3 separate regions of the Arabidopsis thaliana genome follow, and regions 2 and 3 are each linked to region 1. The links are chromatin contacts, called in public capture Hi-C maps. All regions are on one chromosome and are shown on one strand. The core of a region is the stretch at or near the end of the contact, and the rest is flanking DNA. Distances in the headings are between cores, read along the strand shown.

The links. Capture Hi-C pulls out chosen DNA fragments and counts their contacts.
Region 2: a contact with region 1 is called in a capture Hi-C map of seedling, with 2.0 times the contacts expected there. A contact is called at or near these places in 1 of 26 Hi-C or Micro-C datasets (rosette leaf) and 1 of 3 other capture datasets (seedling).
Region 3: a capture Hi-C map of seedling shows a contact between it and region 1, with 1.6 times the contacts expected there. A contact is called at or near these places in 5 of 26 Hi-C or Micro-C datasets (root, rosette leaf, seedling and 1 more) and 2 of 3 other capture datasets (root and seedling).

The regions. Positions count from the first base shown.
Region 1 is chr1:22,008,535-22,013,284 of TAIR10.1, forward strand. It overlaps ALA3 (aminophospholipid ATPase 3), which reads left to right and starts at 2,771. Exons shown (of 27, transcript NM_104675.3): 1 at 2,771-3,220; 2 at 3,366-3,431; 3 at 3,679-3,740; 4 at 3,880-3,961; 5 at 4,127-4,237. The coding sequence starts at 3,065. AGL50 (AGAMOUS-like 50) reads left to right here. Exons shown (of 1, transcript NM_104674.2): 1 at 1-921. The coding sequence starts at 70. The coding sequence ends at 921.
Region 2 is chr1:22,126,844-22,131,593 of TAIR10.1, forward strand. AT1G08297 (a long non-coding RNA gene) reads left to right here and starts at 2,028. Exons shown (of 1, transcript NR_139405.1): 1 at 2,028-2,358.
Region 3 is chr1:22,078,245-22,082,994 of TAIR10.1, forward strand. It overlaps ARL2 (ARG1-like 2), which reads left to right and starts at 2,445. Exons shown (of 9, transcript NM_001333872.1): 1 at 2,445-2,970; 2 at 3,118-3,241; 3 at 3,473-3,555; 4 at 3,684-3,795; 5 at 3,899-4,003; 6 at 4,098-4,148; 7 at 4,352-4,441; 8 at 4,532-4,640; 9 at 4,735-4,750. The coding sequence starts at 2,825.

The DNA of each region.
Region 1 (4,750 bases), core at 1,521-4,020:
AAAGGTCTCTGCTTTTTTTCCTCTCTCACGATTTGATCAAAGTTTCGTCTTCTCTCTCTCTCTCAAAAGATGGCTCCTCGTCAGAAGAAACCTAACAAGTCTGATGATGATGATGATTTGCGTAGGAAGAAACAGAGCTTTTTCAAACAGAGATTTCCAGGCTTTAAGAAGAAAGCCTCTGAGCTCTCTGTTCTCTGCGGCAACTCTGTCGGTTTCATCTGTTACGGTCCCGACAGCGATCTTCATGTTTGGCCTCAGTCTCAAGATCATAACCCACAAGCCCTACATGAGATCGTTGCCAAGTTCAATGCCTTGAGTGATGAGAGGAGGAAGAATCATGCATGTGATCTCAATGACTTCCCTCATCATCTCAAGGGTTTGTCTCGTGAGGAGTTAAGGAAGCATCTCCTTCACCTTGACTCTCAATTACTTGGAGTCAGGGAACAAAAGATAGAAATTCTTAAGAAGACGCTCACGGGTTCTTCCGAAAAAGATGGTGCTAGGGTTTCAGAGAACTCGGCCATCTCCGATCACAAGTTGAAGATAGAGCCTCATTTGAAGGATATATTGTCGGAAGATCATCTAATTAGGGTTTCAGATAAGAAGCTGGGTTCGTGTGATGTATTTGACGAGTTGGCTTACGTGGTCCGCGGGTCAAGGAATTTGAACGAGAATGTTTCCAAGTACGAATCAAAAGATGCAGATAACACGGGACTGGATCATCTTGTAACTTTAGGCGGTGATTATCTTCAGGAGGCGGCAGCAGAACTTTACCAAACTTACAATCTAGGGAATTTTTGTGATGATCATGTTTGGGATCTGGAGTTTGCCTCAAGACTACCACTACTTCATACTTTTAGCGATCCTCTCATGACCACCAATACTTGCCAAACGATGAGCACCGATATGATTTCAATTTGATAACTTGATGACTACGTTAGTGAAACATGTTTCTTTCACCTTTTCTCGGTGATTGATCATTTTTTAGTATCTAAACTTGTATGTTTGCTCCAACACAAATCTATTTTTGTAAAGTTTTGGTAGTGTTTTCTTGTTTATTATTGATTAATCAAACTTTTCCTTTCTTTCTGTTACTTAAATGCTGGGCTTGATAGTAGTATAAGAAATTTGTCCACAAAGCACACCGCAAAGTTCCAAAAGCTAAAACCCTTGTACCTTGGAGTCTCTGCATGTGAGAAAGGAATATGAGAGTTAAAAAGAGTTTTTTCGTAAGACACCAAATCATCTACAATGACGATGAGCGCAACTTTCTATCAGTGAGCTTGCAAGCTAGCGTTCTTGACTTCAGAAATGTGATTATGATTAATAGTTGAGTTAATCTTCCTTACCAACTTTAAAGAAAGAAAACAATCACTATGTCATACATTCTTCAGGGGTTAAACATGTCGGATATGAAAGTAACCAAAAGAATCCTCATTGAGATAAGCAAGTAATACCTTCCAACCTGCGAAATTGTTCTTGTCTGGTGATTCTAAACAGAAAGAATCTTATTCTTGTTTTAGCTCTTTTGTTCTAGACTAGACACTAGTGAAAGTGAAATTTCAAGAAAGGTTACAGGATCATACCTTTTGTTTGGTGGAAACAGAGGATTCTGAAATTCCTGGCTGTGGTCACATACATACATCAATCACATATTTACTAGTTTCTAATGAGAAAGTTCAGCTTGGATTCAGTTCATCTTCTCTCATCTTTAAGGTCCGAACTATGTCCAAACTTTGGCAATATATTTCAACAAAGACTCTAACATTCTTATATGTGAGTATGTGACGTTGTATCTCAGTAACTTGCTCATCCAACTCTCTGCGAATATTCAGATTCTTGATTCAGGAGCTCCCAAAACTTCGGAATTCCAAATGACGTACACAATTGCCTAAAACACAAGTCTCCTGCTTAACCATGAATAGTTGAGTGAATCAAAATCTCACTGAACAACGTTGTACAAGAAATCAAAGTTCACGATCAAACTTACAAGCATATCCATGAAGATAAATGAGCGAAAACTAATTACTTGGCGTATATATCAGTTTTGACGTTTGGAGCTGGGAAGAAAAATGAAACTGCAAATCAAATAATGTCACCACATTAAATTATTTCTGATCGTGTCATTATTCAACTGATAGCTGTTATTATTTCTGGTCAACCTCTTATTTGTTGTCTCTTAGTAAAAGTTTTCTTCTAGATTGAACAATGTTTTAAAATTTTGACAAGAAGAAAAATTAATTGTTTACCGATTTAAAGACAAGAAAGATCTAAGTTAGTGTATATTTAATTAATGCAGCTTTAGTTTTTTTTGTTATTTGGTATTTTGTCAACAATTTTTTTTTTATAATATAATGTTCATTCCACGATCTTCGGAATTGTGCACATCCGTCGTTCACCAACATAATTCAAAGGAACCAGCCAATTAAACTTAGAAAAATATTGATGCCCATGTCACAACAACGAAGACCGTTGAAACGACGGTGTTTTACACAGCCAACGAACAAGTCCAGCATGGCGGTTTTTGAGAACCAATAAGAAATTAAATGTATTGTTTACTCTCTAGAGTAAATTTATTAATTTTTAAAGAATTCATAATATTCCATAAATTAATAAGTTTACTAGCAACAAAAAGGTCTGAAGTCTGTATCTGACGATCACGCGGCCTAATTGCGCGTGGCAATTTCTTCAACGCGGATTTTTTTTTTCCTGCCATTTCTTGCATCAACGCGGATTAAAAAAAAAAAAAAAAGTGTTTTCGGTAATAACCCGAAAGAGAAAATACGTATCGGAAAAAATGCAAAATTTTCAAAAACATTTAATTTTAATTTTAATTTCAAGCCAAATTCGGGAGCGACTTTCCAAAGACGAACAAAGCCATTGAAACGGAAGAGAAGGCTGCTCCTTTGGTCCTCTCTGTTTCTACCGTCGATTCAGATCTCTGCCTCTCGCAATCGAATCAATTTGTGTAACGAATCGACGCGAATTATAGTGGTGAAGAAGTCGACAATTCGATTGTTGTGTAAGTTGACGAGAGGATTGGATCGGTGTGAATTCCTCCTAAATGGTTCGATCGGGTAGTTTTAGCGTCGATTCTTCGGCGACTCATCAACGGACTCCGTCTCGAACGGTTACGTTGGGTCATATTCAACCACAGGCTCCGACTTATCGTACCGTTTATTGTAATGATCGGGAATCTAATCAACCCGTCCGGTTCAAGGTACACCGGAGTCAATTGATGTCGTGTATTGTTTCTGAATCGATTAGGAGATATGTGCATTGGAATTTGTGCTGTTTGGATTCATCGATCTGATTTTTTCTCTATTTTTTGTTTAGTCTGATGAATGTTTGATTAATTGTTTCAGGGTAATTCGATTTCTACAACAAAGTATAATGTTTTCACATTTCTGCCCAAGGGTCTGTTTGAACAGGTAAATACGCTTGGTTTATCTTTGTTGCTTGGATCTAGACTAGTGAAGGGTTGTTAGTTTAGCTCCAGCATGTTATTTAGGAGTTCGTCTTTTCGGAACCCGAGAAGTTAAAATGTGAAATTTTCCTATGGAATTAGGATTAGAATCGTAAATGAAGTGACAGCTGATGTACATTTCCAACATTCGCAGTCCTTCCACAAGATTTTTCTGTTATTTTTAATCTTAGTTATAATGTGTTTCCTGACAGTTTAGGCGCATAGCGAACATATACTTTCTTGGAATTTCGTGTCTATCAATGACACCAATAAGGTACGTTAAATCCAAAAGCTGTGTTATAATGTGTTACTATTCATATAACACTCTTGTTCTGGTTTGATGGAGATTTTGCTGATTAATTTATGAATGATAGATGCAGTTATTAACTAGATAGATTTTTTTTGTCCTGCAGTCCTGTGAGTCCAATAACAAATGTAGCTCCACTGTCAATGGTGCTTCTTGTTTCTCTGATTAAAGAGGCTTTCGAAGACTGGGTAAGCTCGTCTGTTTTTCCTTTGCAGCAATATCCCATTTCTCCTTGTTTTAGAATATAATTGTCTCAGCGCTTGAATAATCTGTGCAAGTTAGTAGATGCGTTGGAGTCTCAGGACTCATTTGCGTCTCAACTACTAATTTTTTCTGCTGATAATCTGGTGCAGAAACGGTTTCAAAATGATATGTCCATAAATAATAGCACAGTGGAAATCTTACAAGATCAACAGTGGGTATCTATTCCGTGGAGAAAGTTGCAAGTTGGAGATATTGTCAAGGTTAGTCTTTCGTTGCTCTAAAAGAGGTGAATCTATTCATGATTAGAGTCATTAGACAAAATTCACTTTGGTTACTTTTATCTATTGCTGTGTGTTTCAATGCATTTTTGGCATATATGTTTAGTTGTTTCCTGTTTGTAGGGCCTGCATTATAGTTGTTCTATTAGACTTCCACTACCTATATGTCTGTTATTGTACTGCAGTCAGCTACTGCTTTCCACCGTGATAACTTCTTCCCAAATTCTAGAGGCCAGCAAAGCATGATTTTTGTCAACTATTTTCTCATTTTTTCCTGGCGTTCTGTTAGGTTCTGAACTTTAGTTACCATTATGGTTCGTCAAGAATTTTTAGAACAGAGAGATAGATATAGATAGAGACCCACTTCTCAACCCAACCCCAGGATCCACCTAAGGTCATCTGCCTTTTTTTTTTACTTTCTTGGTACTTATACCACCGGCTGAGCTTGCTAATACAATCAGGATACTAACAGCACTCATTACAGTATTAAATAAC
Region 2 (4,750 bases), core at 778-3,277, 120 kb after region 1:
AATTATATAAATTCCTTATTTTGGTTGTTTAATCTTTTAGCAGTACATAACTGCATAGAGCTAAAACTTTGAAAATTCACCTCATAGAATTACAAAACTAATATTGAAAGACAGAAGACTGATGTTACTGTCTTACTGATACACTTGCAGAAGGTAAAACGTGGAAAGAATAGTCTTAGTTTATCATTTTGAAAGATACAAACAATAGTTTACCAAATTAGTATTCTGGCAGTAAGTTGAATATTTTTAACATAAATTAAGAAAGCGAACAACTAGTTATTATTAATAACAAAAATCCAAAATAAAGAAAAGTGGTCCAAAATTTTTGGATCAAGACAAATATATTTCATTCACTCTGAACTATAACTAGCCACAAAGAGTTGAGCATGATATGACTTGTAGCCCAAATTATCGTGGAAGAAAATAGCTCTATATTGTATACACATATCACAAGATTCCCTTCCTATATGTGTTAACATCACTTAATTTTTAATATGTCTGGACTCTAACTCATAATTGACAATTCACAAAAAAAGGAAGGTAAAACAGTCTACATATACAAAATATTGTTGTATACGGCAGGTAAATATATACTTATTTAAATTTTAAACTCTTATCAGAACTTTAAACTGAACTAGATTAACATTAAATAAACTAGTTAGTGTTTTTTAATTTCTATAAAAAACATCTTGTGTTATGCTAAAAAGCTTTCTTTATTTTTGCTTTGTATATTTGCATATTCCATGGAATTTATGCATGTTTTGAAATGAAGATGGGTTTGATGAGAAGATAGAATAGAAGAGGATATTGCCTACACTGTGACCATGTCTCCCATGTGCCATCCTTTCTGTAAAGAAAATGGAAAATTAAAACAAATACTATATTTTATGCTAAGCAAAGCAAATCAAGTGCTTTGACATTTGAAATGACATATTGATTTTTGTAATCCAAAAAATTATTAAATTAATAAAGTGTTGAAAACTATGCGAGGGTATCTTTGCCCAAAGTCCTTGGTTGGTTGTTAGGGAGAAGAAATGCTTACCAAAGTATATATCACTAAGCTTTCTTTGGCCCTTTGAGGAGGACAATGCACTAGCCACCTTACTACTATTATGGATACCTATACCACAACTAATGTTTCATTCATATGAAAACATACTTTCCAATAATTTCCATTACCATTATTTTTTTATATAGGTATAAAAGAAAACTGGCATTGTGTCTATAACTAATAGTTTAATATTGGTGAAGGTTCGAATCTTTTTAGTTTTTTTTTTTATCAGGACGCTTTTACAAACCCTTTATAAATAATATTAACTTATAGAACTTTCGAAAAGAAACAAAATTGAGGTAGTTAAAAATAACTATGGTATTTTTGAAACACAAAAGTAAAAAATTGGTAGCTTATACAAATTGTCTCATAGGTGTTTTAAAAATCTGAGTTTTAAACACATTGGTGCAATGGTCGAATGAAAAAGAAAAAATATATATATATAAAGCGAAAAGGAAAACTAAAAGCAAGAATCAAATCAAAAAAAAAAAAGAGTATGAGAAAAAGGAAAAAGTAAGAAGATAGTTGTGGAAGTGATGGATCCAATTATAAGTGTCTCTATCTTAAAAAAAGACCCCACATTAAGAGATCTCAGTCATATTGTCCTCCAACCCATAGGAGCTTTAAGATGTTTGTTACCTCTTTTCCTTTTCTCTATCATTGTTTGTCCCTTTCATAGATCTATTGATTTCACACTCTTATATCATCATTTCCCCACCTCTTTCTCTCTACCCACGAGTATGTTACATCTTGATGATGATCCATCATAAACCCGAGGTTAATCTTCGTATTAACAATTCCGATTTGCAGTCCTTTTTTTTAAAAGTTTATCGTATATGTGGGTTTGAATTTTATAGGTAATGAATCCAGTTAATCTTTAATGTTTTGTATACTTAATAAAACCAAATATATGCCTTAGAGCCTTTAAAATGAGTAGTTATAAAAGTATCTACAATTGAATTCTTGTACACTATAGATGGTTCATAGTTCCTCCTCTAGCTCTATGCATAGCAATTACACACTATACAACGTACACAAGTACGTACACATATTTCAGTATGATATGTATATGTATGTGTGTGTGTGTGTAGCAATATCTCTTTAGGTGGACACCGTTGGTGTCGCGCATGACTTTGTAGATTCCAATAATGTTTTGATGAGTACTGTTTCGAATCTCATACTTAATATTGTTCCTGCTGTCATGCACAAATGAAATAACAGTTATCTTTAAATAATATTTTGATAAATCTCTCCTTCACACGATGATAAATTTATTAATGCTTCGTGGACCAACTTCGTTTCAGAGTTGTCTAATTCATATATTGAAATTTACGGAAAGTGGGTGTTCTCCAAAATTTTTGATAAATCGCTTTCTCTTTTTGACCTTATAAGCCAAATAAAGTTAACTTTTAATGTGTTATTTTCCTTGTTTAAATTAAAAGATCAACAAATTTTTCGGTTTTAAGAGCATCTCCATTAGTTTATATACTCCTATAGATATCTCAACACAAGAATATTAGTATTTTATATAGTTTAATTATATATTTAATTTTTTATTATTTTAATTTAAGATAAGAACCAATTAGGAAAAGACAAGTGTAGTATACAACTATACATAGGTTCTCAAATAAGAACCTCTCTCTATCTCCTTCATTTTTTTTTCATTATTCTAGTGGGAGAGTATCTCATTGAGATACCCCAATGGAGATGGCCTAAATAATCTGATTATGCATAAAGAAGTTTCCTTTAACTTAAAAATAAATAAATCATTTAACCTTTTTTGTGGGAATGTTACAAAAGATTAGAAAAAATGTAAAAGTTAGTATTATACCATCTTGTAAAATCATAGAGATATTTGTAATAAAAACAAAAATACTCCTACATTAATACGAAAAAAACTTGCTGACTTAAAATCCAAGTAGAATATCTTATACGTCATTTTAGGGGATTTATTTTTGTTAATTGAAAGCATAAATTATTTTAAGATCGGAAGTCTTGGGAAAATACTTCATTCACAAACTACACTCTTAAATAGACAGTGATAAAAGCAAACTTAATCATTGTAAAAATTATATACATGAAATATCTAGTTTTTATGTAAACTGTAATACTAATAAACTGTAAGTTTTGATGAAGTTCACTGCCAAATATGTCTAAAGATGATCTCATTTCTTAATTTAAAGAAAGAGTATGTGTTTTCAAGAATAATTGTAAATAACGTTTTGATTTGTTTAAGCTTAACTGTCTTAATTAAATTATATAGCTAAAAGAGAAGGAGGACAAGAAAGGCTTTCACGTGATGCTTTGGGAGTTTTAACATCTGCAGCTAAGGTTCATTTCCTTACTGCCTTTCTTACACTTGACCAACTTCTTGTCCACAATAAGACCTCTCTATCATTCTGTTTCAAACCACTTTATTTTCTGTGTTTTCTTCTTCCATTCGAATTGCTAAAAGTATACTAATAGAGCTTATTTATGTTTAAATATCGACCAACTTTTCTCATCAGTCTTAGATTTTTATCTATATGTTTTTAGTATATGAAATTGTGAAAACTACTATTCTTGTATGCTCCAATCACCATATAATATTTATTTGTTTTTGTAAGGTTTTCTTGTATTAAATTTGTACTAATTTTTCTTATATTGAGAGAACCAAAGGATTATTAACTTATCATCAGAAAATTTGAAATTTTTTTTTTTTAAAATGAACAGTATAGCACTATGTTGTGCATCGAAACTTAGAATAATCCAAAATGTGTGTAATACATAGTTGGAAATGTTTCACTCTTTCTTTTGTCCACTAGATTTAAGTGGACAGCTCATTTATTTAACTTTTAAAATCGGATCTCATGGAGAATAATCCTAAAATTACCGGCTAGAAAAACTGGCGCAGTAGCATATGAGTTATGACTCGATCGTACTTATTCTCTCTCACCCAAATGTATATGCTAATAATATATATAAAACGTGTATCATGATATTGCACCAAGGAGAGTGGTGAGGGTCGTCGCAATCGAATACTAATTAAGCATTGCCCTTTACCATATATAAGTCGAGCTACTTTGTCAGCTGAGATTCACTTATCTTGTTTGGTCTATTTTTACATGGAAAATAGACAATTAAAATGTAATTATTATGCCTCAAGTGCACCTTAAACACGCATATCTATATATAGATGCACGACACTATTTTAGATACTGTACGAAGTAACTTCTTTTTATGAGATAAATTCACCTTTTTGAACTCTACTAGTAACTTAACTTTTTAAGATGTAAACGTAAAGACCATTGAACAAGAGAACAATAGCATTGTGTATCAAAACAAGTCATCATAAGTTAACAATCAGTCGTATCAAGAGCTGTTGTTTTCTTTTGTATGTTAGGCCAAATACTATACCAATCTATGTAAGTTTTTGACTTTTGAAGGAAAATATTTACAGTTTTTTCTTGGTTTACTATTTACATGTGAGAATGTTCATTTCATCTGTTTCAGATTTCTTTTGGGAGATCTTCTCTACGAGATTTCTCGCGCCTATAACTCCTGCCAAACCCGATTTACGGCATTTGGCTTCAACGCGATTGTCATTTCCAAAAATCCTATTATAGCAAAGAAATCCTGACAAAAGGACATGCAAGCGGAAGCTATTCAAATTCCGCACGACCAAGGCTTGCTTAGTTTTTTTTTTTTTGTCTTCTTTTT
Region 3 (4,750 bases), core at 1,195-3,694, 69 kb after region 1:
TATTGACGGAGTACATGTATGTGATATTGTTGCAAAAGGATAGCCTCAAACTCATATTCATAGGAAAAGACCACAAACTTTATTTGTTATGAATCCATTTAGTTACAACGTCATGTTAAGTAGATTCTTAAAAAACTATAGAAGTAATTATTATCCTAAATAGTATCAACATAAGACAACATATTCGATTGAGATAATAGTTGGGGCAGTCCGTAGTCGTCAGAGAAAGATTAACATCACATACTTTTTTGGCTTATCGTTCACTTTTCATTTTAAGTGGTAGTTGGGTTTTACACTTTATATATTGAACCTAGATAACAACTGTTGTGAATTCTCTGTTTTTGATTCGACCCTCTTTTGAACCATGGTTATATAATTGTTCTCGACAGACCTCAAGATTTTTTTGTTTTAAACTGATTACAAAAATCTTATATACACATGCACATAGTAAAGTCTAAACCAAAGCAATATAATAGATATAAATGTTCAGTCAGAGTTTCTATTATCAATCTTGCAAAGAAATGAAAATATCTTTCGATAGATGAAGATTAAGATTCAGACAATAACATGCAACCTTTTTCTTTCCCCCCAAAAACACATCGATCACCCACCATCAATCCATCATGGATCGATCATCCATTTAGGGACCTATTTACGTTTGATTTTTTTTTTCCTATAACTTTCTTTAATAAGGACAACAAGGCCAAGATCTTCATCGTGTGTTTCGTGTGTCTCAAAATCCCTCTAAACTTTTTATTGTAGTTTGGTGAGACTTGTTTGGTGGTGCTGATGATGATGAGAGAGAGAGAGAGAGAGAGCGCGCGAGGAAATCATGGCTGGTAAACAGAAGAAGAGACATGATGATTACTGATTGAAATATTATATATGTACACCATTGAAATAAGTTATAAAAGTGTCGTAAATCGTCAAAAGAATCAGTAGTATATATCTACTCTATATGATCTATATACACCATTCATATATAAAAGAATCACAAGTATGTTATTGAGGATGTGTGTCAATGAAGCCCTACGAGAAAGGTCTGTGCACTACCAAAAAAGAGACACATAGTTTGTTTGAGTTTTTTTATTGGGTTCATTTGTTAAATTTATATCCATAAATACCTCCTTGAGGTATAGCCGTACAGGGTTTTTTTGCAGTTCAAGATATGGCATTTGTATGAAACTTATATACCCGCCAAAAAAAACATACCTAGGTCACCCGTGGGTATTTTTTGATTGGGACAAACTGGCTGTAGGGAAAGAAAAAACAGACAACGTTAGGTGCCTTGTCTCTCAAATCACTTATCAGGACTCAGGAGCAATAATTTGTTCGAACCAATTGTACGTTGTAACATCTAAATGGGTCCATAACAATCAGATAATAAAATTTTATCATCTTTCTTAATTTATTTATTTCCAAATAACTTTCTTTATCATGTTTCTTAATTACGTTGATGCATGTTTAGATAGCCGAAACAAATCACTATTACTTTGATTCTTATTATTTATTTATCAATTTCTGGATTCATGACATTTGAAAAACTAAATGATGTATTACTGTGCATTTGCAATTCAATCGATCTTAAAGTCTTAAAATCAACTAGACGATAAAACGGTCTATTTCCCTATAGAACTAGATATATATACTATGCATTGTGATATAGAATTAAGAGATTACTGTTTCTTTGGATGTATGATCTTTTATCAGAATAAACTTCTTATTTTGTCTTCAGAAATAATCTTGACTTCGATCAATCATTATTTCGTAAGCGATAAAAACTTCTGATTATCTACCAAAAAATGATTTCAATATATTGTGACATTGTTGCAATACGATAACCACAAACTCATATTCATAGGGAAATGTTTTAACAAACTTTGTTACAAATTCATCTACTTACAACGTGATGCTCAATCATTGATATACATTATAAAAAGAATTATTATCTTAAAATAGTATCAACATAAGACAACATGCTCGATCGAGATAATACATGTGCCAGCGCAGTCCATAGTCGTCAGAAAAAGATCAACATCAAATACTTTTTAGGCTTATCGCGCACTTTTCACTTTAAGAGGTTATTGTGATTACACTTTACGTATTGAACCTAAATATCAATTTCACAGTTGGAAGTTTACAAAAATAATGCCAGTGTCGATCCTAGGATGATGCGAAACCAAAAGATGATGTTACATATATATACACATGCACATTTAGTATTCTGGTTATCAAGATAAGGATGAAAAGACTAATTAAACCAAAGCAGTGTCTATGACATTGCAAGCATTCTCCAACCCATAAGACAAAATTGATTCTACAAACTTTCATATCATCAGAATCTATGAAATGAATCAACAACTATCACATCTCAGCAGCAAAGTTAAAGGACTTTCCACATGATCTATATTTATAAGGGTATCGTTAAGATCTTCTCACATGTGTGGCACGTGACATATTTAATATTCTTGATGGGCTTTTCTGTTTTTTATGGGCCTTTTCGAATTTCAGGGTTTTAAATAAGTTAGAAATTAGATAAATAAAAAACAAATTAGCAAAAAATAACGAAGTGTCTCGTCTCTTCTCTCTTGTCTTCTCCAGATCAGTGTTTGTGGGGTTTTCCCAATGGAGCTTCTTCTCTCATTGTCTCTCCTCCTGGGGTTTTGGTGTAACAACAATCCTCAATTCACGAGGCATGAATCATTATTCTCCCCATTTGCTTATTCTCTGGCTAGAATCCCCAGATTTTACTGTATCGACTTTGGGAATTTAACTGGAGAACCATTTCCACTCAAACTGGGAAACAAAAACCTGTTATTGAACAATGGCCACTCATTCATCGAGATCGGAGAATAAAGACGCCGGAGAAGAAGATGAGCTCCGACGAAGGAACCCTTATGAAGTCCTTGGCATCCCCAGCAATTCGACTGATCAAGAGATCAAAAGTGCTTATCGGAGAATGGCTCTCAGGTTTTTCAAAAAGATTGAAACTTTGCGTTGATTAAGATGCAATTTAGGTTTAGAATTGATTTAAGAGGTTTAGAATTTGTGCGAGTGTTGTATCTGTGTTAAAGTTGATTACTTGGTGGTTACATGTACTGAAGTTTGGTTCTTCAGGTACCATCCTGATAAGAATCCAGACGACCCGGTTGCAGCAGAGATGTTTAAGGAAGTTACATTTGCTTATGAGGTCTTGTCTGATCCTGAGAATCGGCGTCTATATGATACTACTGGCTCTGAGGTGAGAATTTCAGACAATTCCTGAGTTTTAACATCGCTGGTTGGTTTGCAAAGTTAGCATTGAAGAGAATATTATATAATGGGAAAGTTTGGAATTGAATAGTTTAGCATTAGAGTAGCGGCCATGCTAAATTACCTAAGGCTATAGTTTCTAGTTCTTCTTTAGATGACCCTTTGTTCATAATCATTTGCGATTTGATATCTAAGTTTTATTGATTCACATGGGATGTAGGCTGTGGGTCCGGAAAATGAAGACCTAGAGCTCGATCTGTCAAGCTTAGGAGCTGTTAATACTATATTTGCTGCATTGTTCAAGTGAGTTTCGTAGACTTGCTCTATTCTCTGTTTTTTCATTCTTCTTGGTTCTGAAAGAGAATGTTATCAATTGTTTTACTTTTGTTTGTGAGATAACTTCGAAACTTGACTATTTTTGTCCTCCACAGTAAGCTTGGTGTGCAAATTAAGACAACTGTTTCTGCAAATTTATTGGGGGAGGCGTTGAATGGTACGGTTACTACTTTGCCTCTCATGGTTGGGCAAGTCGTGTCCAGGAAGGTATGATAATGAGAGTCTTAATGTGGATTTGTCATCTGTAACATATTTTCTTCTTTGCATTAATGTGGATTTGTCATCTGTAACATATTTTCTTCTCTAACAGGTTGAAAAGCAATCGGCTCACTTTTATTCGGTTACGTTAACAGAGGAAGAAGCTCAGGATGGATTGATATGTAAGGTGCATTCATCTGCTAAAAACAAATTCAAGGTTCATTTTCCCAAACTCTTACCTTGCGTGCTCAAGAATCTCGTAGCTGTTTTTCCTGTTCTGTATTTTACCTCTGATTCCTTTTGCTTTCCAGTTGCTTTACTTTGACCAAGTAGAGAATGGAGGACTGAGCTTGGCCCTACAGGTATGAAGTTTTATACTATTAGTTTGTTGAGTAACTAACTTCTTGTCACATCTCCGGATTACATCATAGAGTGGTTTGATCAGATTTGTTTTATACTTTGCTATTCTCATTAACCTGTAACGTGGCATCCGGTCGAATCATCATGGCTTTGAAGCTTCTTTCGGTTTCTAAATAGTATTTTATTTTCCTCCATTCTGCAAAAGGAAGACAGCAGGAAAACAGGAAAGCTCTCGACTGCAGGGTTGTATTTTTTCGGCTTCCCTGTTTATCGTTTCGATCACAGGGTTAATTCAGTTAATTATTTTCTCTACCCTCTTAAGCTAAACACGTTTATTTTCTTCTTCTGATTACCATGTACTCAGTTTTCACTCTTCTGCACGCAGAGGGCTCTCTCAAGGGATCCAGAGACCGGATTTTTCAAAAGGCTTGATGCATTCCAACCGTTTGAGATCACTGAACTTAAAGCTGGTTCTCATGTCTTTGCTGTTTATGGTAATGTTTGTTTTATTTGCTTACAGGATTCAAGGAATTTGTAGTCTACTCTATTAGAAGTAAAGTAACCTCACTTGGTGTCATATTTCTCTAGGTGACAATTTTTTCAA